Linked DNA regions of Oryctolagus cuniculus: region 2 is linked to region 1. A link is a contact called in public Hi-C data. All regions are on one chromosome and are shown on one strand. The core of a region is the stretch at or near the end of the contact, and the rest is flanking DNA. Distances in the headings are between cores, read along the strand shown. Region 1 has its middle 130 kb from the start of MPDZ. Region 2 overlaps NFIB (nuclear factor I B).

The links. Hi-C and Micro-C count contacts between places; a contact is called where the count stands out from the background.
Region 2: a Hi-C map of liver shows a contact between it and region 1, with 6 times the contacts expected there. The contact joins two enhancer-like sites. A contact is called at or near these places in 4 of 6 Hi-C or Micro-C datasets (ear pinna, liver, psoas muscle and 1 more).

The regions. Positions count from the first base shown.
Region 1 is chr1:176,238,521-176,241,675 of mOryCun1.1, reverse strand. No RefSeq gene overlaps it. Among named protein-coding and RNA genes, the nearest start is that of MPDZ, 130 kb to the right of the region's middle. Within about 2 kb of position 1,280, at least 1 of the 8 cell types and tissues checked has an H3K27ac peak or open chromatin away from gene starts, as enhancers often do. A contact at or near this core is called in ear pinna, where this site is marked.
Region 2 is chr1:177,267,066-177,270,287 of mOryCun1.1, reverse strand. All of the region lies in intron 1 of NFIB (nuclear factor I B), which reads left to right. Among named protein-coding and RNA genes, the nearest start is that of TRNAH-GUG, 95 kb to the left of the region's middle. Within about 2 kb of position 1,292, at least 1 of the 8 cell types and tissues checked has an H3K27ac peak or open chromatin away from gene starts, as enhancers often do. A contact at or near this core is called in ear pinna, where this site is marked.

The sequences.
Region 1 (3,155 bases), core at 31-2,530:
TCTGTGCCACACATACAACACTCACTCACACACACACACGCACAACTCCTGTGCCAAGCATCATACACACACCATCACCACCAAATGGATGAAAGGAGCCCCATGATTTGGGCACCAGAATGAACAATGCAGCACAGTTTAGAACAACTCTTCATCTTATATGCAAAACTACTGGAACAGAGGTTGTAGCTCAGAATCGACACCTTCCTTGTCATTTATGTATCAAAAGGTTTATGCATGCATGAAATTCAAAATGATTTATTGTTTTGTTATTGCCTTATTTACTTACTTAATAGATTGATTGATGTGCCAGGGTCCCACAGACAAGAGGCTGGAGTTTTTTTCTTTGTTTTTGATTTTGAGATTGTATTAAGAACACAGGCTGCAAACAGGAGCTTTACTAGCACAGAAAGTCAACCTCTTCTTGTTCATAATGAGTTTCTTTTAGCTTCTGCCTGCTACCTGTCTCTGGCTGTTCATTGTCAGAAAAGAATACTGCACCTTGCACATGGTGGGAAGTGGCAGAGATGAAAGAATAAAATATTAGGCATGAATGAGTAAAATACGGGGAGAAAGTCTGGATCACACCCCAGAGCTTTAGCCAATATAAGCATCTATAGTAGGCAAGTCTTGCACCGTGCTTGGGCTGCAAGCGATGGAGCCGCTCTACAACAATGGGAGCTATTAAGATTCCATCTGGCATCACTTCTCGACAGAGGAGGGAGGTGCAGTTCTGTCCCCCAATTTGAATTCCTCTTAGAGACCTGGTATCATCTGTTTCTCTTAGGGATACTGAACTTAGTTTCATTTTATAAGGACATTCAACACCCGACAGAGTCTATGCAATACAATAAAATTCTCCAAAAACATAGAACAACAGTTACAAGAAAAGTTCCACAAACCTCTTAAGAGCAAGCTGCTTGTATTTTATTTATTCCCTTATTAGGGGTTCTAAATTTTTTGTCGGTCTTGGTGAACAGGGGCCAAATCCAGAGGGAGGGTTTGATTTGTTTAGAGAAATTGGATGTTGAATTTGTACAGAACTCATTCCATCAATGTTCTATGCGAGCGGCATTTACGTAGGATCTCTGTAACCTCTTTTCCAAACGAACTCTAATTTGACATAATGCAGCGTAGAATGGCACCAGTCATCGGGCTTGCATCAGAAATGCATTTTATTTGGATTCAATTCAGACTCTTAACGAACTGGTTCCCGTAAATGCAGCAGATGGGACTGAGGCAAATGGAAGCGTGTGTGGGGCCTCACACCCAGCATCCACTGCTGCTCCGCTGCACTAGCCCCAGCCTTTCCTGAGTTAGTGGGTTAGTTAGTTAGCTAATTAGTTAGGCGCATTCCAGCTGAAACTTTCCATCATAATTAGCATATTTATCCTACCAAGCCACCAAACTGAGGCATGAAAAGCTGCAGTCCAGCCAAGGCAAGTCGATTCTTTCCTTCTCTTTCTCTCTCCTCCTGATTAATGTGCTGATTGCTGCCAGAAGATGGTCCAACGGTTTATAAACCTGGCAAAGCTATAGCCAGACCTTCTTTTCGAAAGGTCAATTAAAAATGCTAGTTGCACTGTAAACAGAATTCTCCCTAGAAGAATGCCACACAGTACCCAAAGTGGTCTCTTAATATGAAATATCAATTTGATTTTCCTCAGGAGATTCACTCTCCTTTTGCAATGCAAATATTTTCAAGTGTACTAAACACGTTTTAGCACCTCAACATAGGCACTAAAACTATTTGCATGCAAAATTACCCAGAGTAGGCAGACAGGCACAAGCTTATGCTAGCACCATATGTGCTAAAGAATTTGAGCCAGGAAACAACTAGTATCTGGACGTTATTTACAATTTAAATTTAATTTTACATTATTATTCAAATGAGAGCTTATATATAAATCTCTGTTAAAATTAATGCTTCACATGAGACAAAATCTCACCTAAAATTCTATTTTTAAGAGTGCTAGGGGTTTTTGTCCTAACTAAATCATTCAAGAAGTTCAATACAGCACTTTTTCTTGACTTGCAATTCTACCTACATAGTCCATTTTTCCTACTCAAAACCTCTCAGAAAAAGCAGCAAAATTAATTTTGATTGGTTAGGCCCAGAAAGGAACACAAAACAGACCAAACGATATATTAAGGAGCCTAAGTGATCTGAGACAGTACACACTACCTAGAAATAGTACAGAACATTGTCCAAATTCAGATTTCAAATATATATATATATATACATATATCTTTTTCTTTCCAAGAATCTCCACATGTTTCGTGAAGATGGGAAATGACTTTGTTTTATAATTTAGTTTGCAAATTGCAATGCCTTGCACTGTCCCAAGAAAGGGGCACTTTTATATGTATACAGGAACACAATTAATCCTACTTCTATTATGCTCTCAGTGTCATCTAGTAAAGAAATCTTAAATCGATTGGCAGCCAGTGGGTGGTGTGTTTACTGATCATTTGCTAATTCACATCAAAATAGAACACTGCTTTCTTTACCTTTTCAAATAATTTTCCAGTTCAACTTTGGTAAGCTATTATGTTTTGAAAGTCATTGGTCTTAATGTTCAATAGTTTATTTTGACCTTTATTTCGGGAGAAAAAGAATTTAGGTGAATCAGAATGATTATTTCTACATCTCTCCCACCTTCCTCTTACCTGGGGAGTATGATAAGTGGGTGCCCACAGGGCGGTTCTCAGAGGCTCTCTGCTTGGATGTCTGGAGACTGTTAAAACTGGTTTATATGTATCCACTGCATTTTTGACTATTGAGATAAAGATAATACTTGGGTGAGGTGCTTGGAAATTGTTACTTAGCAATCTATTTTAACTAAAATCTAAGTACAGAAAGTGAAAGTATCTTGTAAATCCTAGGCTGTGAAAGAAATCATTTAGAACCCATGGCCATGGAAATGAACTTGAAGTGGAAGGACTATAAGGAAAACCAATATGCCATATTCCATCACAAGATTACATCGCATGTACCCAGAACCTTAACACCAAGAATTCTTCCCTCTAGTTAAAGAGACTCAAATTTATTATACAACGAGCATATACCATTTTTCTTTTTAAAACGTCATATCATTCTAGGCCAGACATCTCTCTTGCCTTCTTTTTTTTAAGAGCTGGAAGAAGAAGCTGCT
Region 2 (3,222 bases), core at 43-2,542, 1.0 Mb before region 1:
AGGATGGCCCAGGTGCTTGGGCCCTGCACCCCATGGGAGACCAGGAGAAGCACCTGGTTCCCGCCTTCGGATCAGTGCAGTGCGACGGCCGCGGCGGCCATTGGAGGGTGAACCAACGGCAAAGGAAGACCTTTCTCTCTGTCTCTCTCTCTCACTGTCCACTCTGCCTGTCCAAAAAAAAAAAAAAAAAAAAAAAATGAGTAGGGTAGCACACTAAACTAGGGTCTTTTTACTTTATACTGGTTAAACTTATTTGGTGAAATATTAAGCCTTTTTAAAATATGTTATCACAAAAACTAAAAAAAGGGAAAAGGAAAGAGGGTTGGAGGCAAAGAGGAAGGAAGAGAATATCATTAAATTTTTAGAATTGTATTTACAAATCACACTGAATCTGCTAAAACTAAGAGTTAAATTAAAAATAAAAATGAAGATGAGTAGGTTGGGCATTGTTGGAACAGCTGGTTAAGCTGCAGCTTGAGACACCAGCATCCCATATTGGTACACTGATTGGAGTTGTAGATACTCTGATTTTGATCCAGTTTCCTGCTACTATGCCTGGGAAGGCACAATATGATGGCCCATGTACTGGGATCCCTGCTAACCACATGGGAGACCTGGATAAAGTTCCTGGCTCCTGGCTTCTGCCTGGAACTTCCTGGCTATTGTGGATATCTGGGGAGTGAACCTGCAGATGGAAAAACATCTCTCTGCCACTCTGTGTTTCAAATAAATAAATCTTTTTTTTTTAAAAAAGGAGATAATAAAGAAGAAAAACTAGATGAGCCTTAAATGTGTTCATTTTATCACTCTTGGATGCAAAAGATTGTCATTTTACTGCTGGCCAAGCCACTCATCTTACAAGACTCTGACAAATTTTCTGGGAAAAATAAAAGAAATGAATAAAATTAAAATCTGTGGTCAGGAGATTACAAAAAGGAAAGGCACACATTTCCGCTAGGGAATAGGAAGTGGTCTTGTCTTCCACAGCAGGGCTGTCTAATAAATCTGGAGAGTTTTATTGACTTCATAGGCGCAAAAATAACCACCCGGAGAAGACATCGGGTTTCACTTATTTTTTTGGAAAGTAATTTTTCACAGACGCGAGGTTAAAAGAAAGTGGTTGCACGGGCCTCGGCTGTGGTGGTTTGTCTTCTGGTGTGCGTAATGCAACTGGATCTCAGTTCTGGGACAATGCCCAGATTCAGGGGTCTAGAGCCTCTGTTGAAAGCAATGAGGACAGAGTGCTGCCAGAATTTTATGTATGCAACTGTAGATCGATTGTCTTAGTGCAAGCGTAGACTTTGATCAAGAGCGTCTGGAGGGCGGGGCTTCGATAAATGTTGTTTTCAGCCCTTCATTCTACAGTTTTCATGTCGGCTTGTTCCAGAGTCTCCCACAGACCCTGCATGGCCCTGACATGGAGAACTCCCTCCCTTAACCCTCCCTTGTCTGCCTCTCAGGTATCAGCAGCAATGGGAATGGAGGCTATTGCAGGGTAGAAAAGATGCATAGCTTCGAGGTTGTGCTCCTACTCCGCAGCTTTGGTCTCAAGTTAGACCAGTAAAAAAAAAAAAAAAAAAAAAAAAAAAGAAAGAAAGAAAGAAAGAAAAAGAAAATGCTTGATGCTCTGCCTGCCTTCTGCCTCATGTCTGTGATTCATTAAAAATACTTGAAAACTTCCCCTACACCCAGACAAGCTTTCCTAAGAAAAGGATTGATAAGAGTGCATGTTTCTTGAAAGAATTCTTCTTGTTTAAAAAGAAGAAAAGTCTGGCCAAAAATTTAAAAATGCAGCCAGTCTTAAAAGGCAGAAACGGCAATTTCTGAACTGCTCTCAGAGCTCTTCATCATCCAGGAAAAGACAACGAGGTAATATTTTGGAGATTTTGCAACGACCATGTCCAAGTCTTGTGTTCAACCTACAGGGGTCTTTTCCCACTGAGCCGTGAAGAGAAAACTTTGTACCCCCATTTTTCTTCCACAAATCAACAGGAAGGCTGATAGAGCAGCTGTGGTCTGGCCACACTGAGTGGCAAGTGGAGACTCCTGAGGCATGGGAGGATTCATTATCCTCCAACAGTTTCCGTGAAATTGGACTGGGGGCTGAGAAGAAGAGGAAGGGCAGCTGGATTTGAAAGCAGGAAATAAAATTTAAAACCACTCCATCTGAAATAATTGCCTTCTTTTAGAGATGACAAGAACAAAATTGGCGGCTTTGAAACTTATTTTTTAGTAGCATAATCCGTTTTCAAAGCGAACTCTTAAATAATAAAATAGCAAACATTTACTGAGGCCTGTGCACGTGCTGGGTGCTGGGCTAGGCACTTTACACATACAGTATGATTTAATTTAATCTTTGTTACTACAAAATGGGCACTGTTATTACGTCTCTTTTACAGATGAAGAAACTGAGAAGTCAGATTGGATCTTTGATGCAGGTGGATGTGGGGCCGCTGGGTGCAGCCCCTAATCACCTGCTGCCTTGCTCTTTCCTCAATCTCCACTCTCCCAGAAACAACTCCAAGGCTTTGTGGAGCAGCGTTTGAGTATCCCTTGACTAGATAACCCCAGTGATCCTGAGTCTGGACATAGAAACCGTAATAATTGTCAAAACGGCCTCCTTAAGCCTGGATATTGGCAAACCTGATTCTGCCTCAAAGGGTGGGTCAGGGTCACTTTTCACACACATTTAAAGAACAGATTTTTTTAAACCATCATGATCCAATAAACATATGTAACAAATTGAAAAATTTTTCAGATGTAAACACGTGAGTTCTGTAAAATTAAGTTTATTATTTACGTTAAAATAAGAATGTTTAGTCAGGGCCAATTTATATTTCTTTAATAATTGATTTATTAGTCTATCACCAACATATTTTCTTGTACCTTCTTTGATAAATTGACTCTAATAAACCCAGCTATATGCAAGCATTAGGGGTCTGAATTATCACCTCCCTCATTAAGTGGGTGTCTGTGTAGGTTGCTGGCTCACTCAGAGCAGGGAGTTCATCAAGGGAACAGGAGAGTTTTGATCTCTTTGTTAGCTTTTCACAAAGGGAAAAAAACTCCACAGGCTGAACCTCTTAACTCCTAACTCGTATCAGGCATCCCCAAATTGCCTGATATTAGCGTCACTGAGGGGTGGGAAGACAGACCCTTGCCTACACTGTGGCTGAGAGTATAAATGGGTATGAAATTATTGGAGGGCAACTTGACAATAGC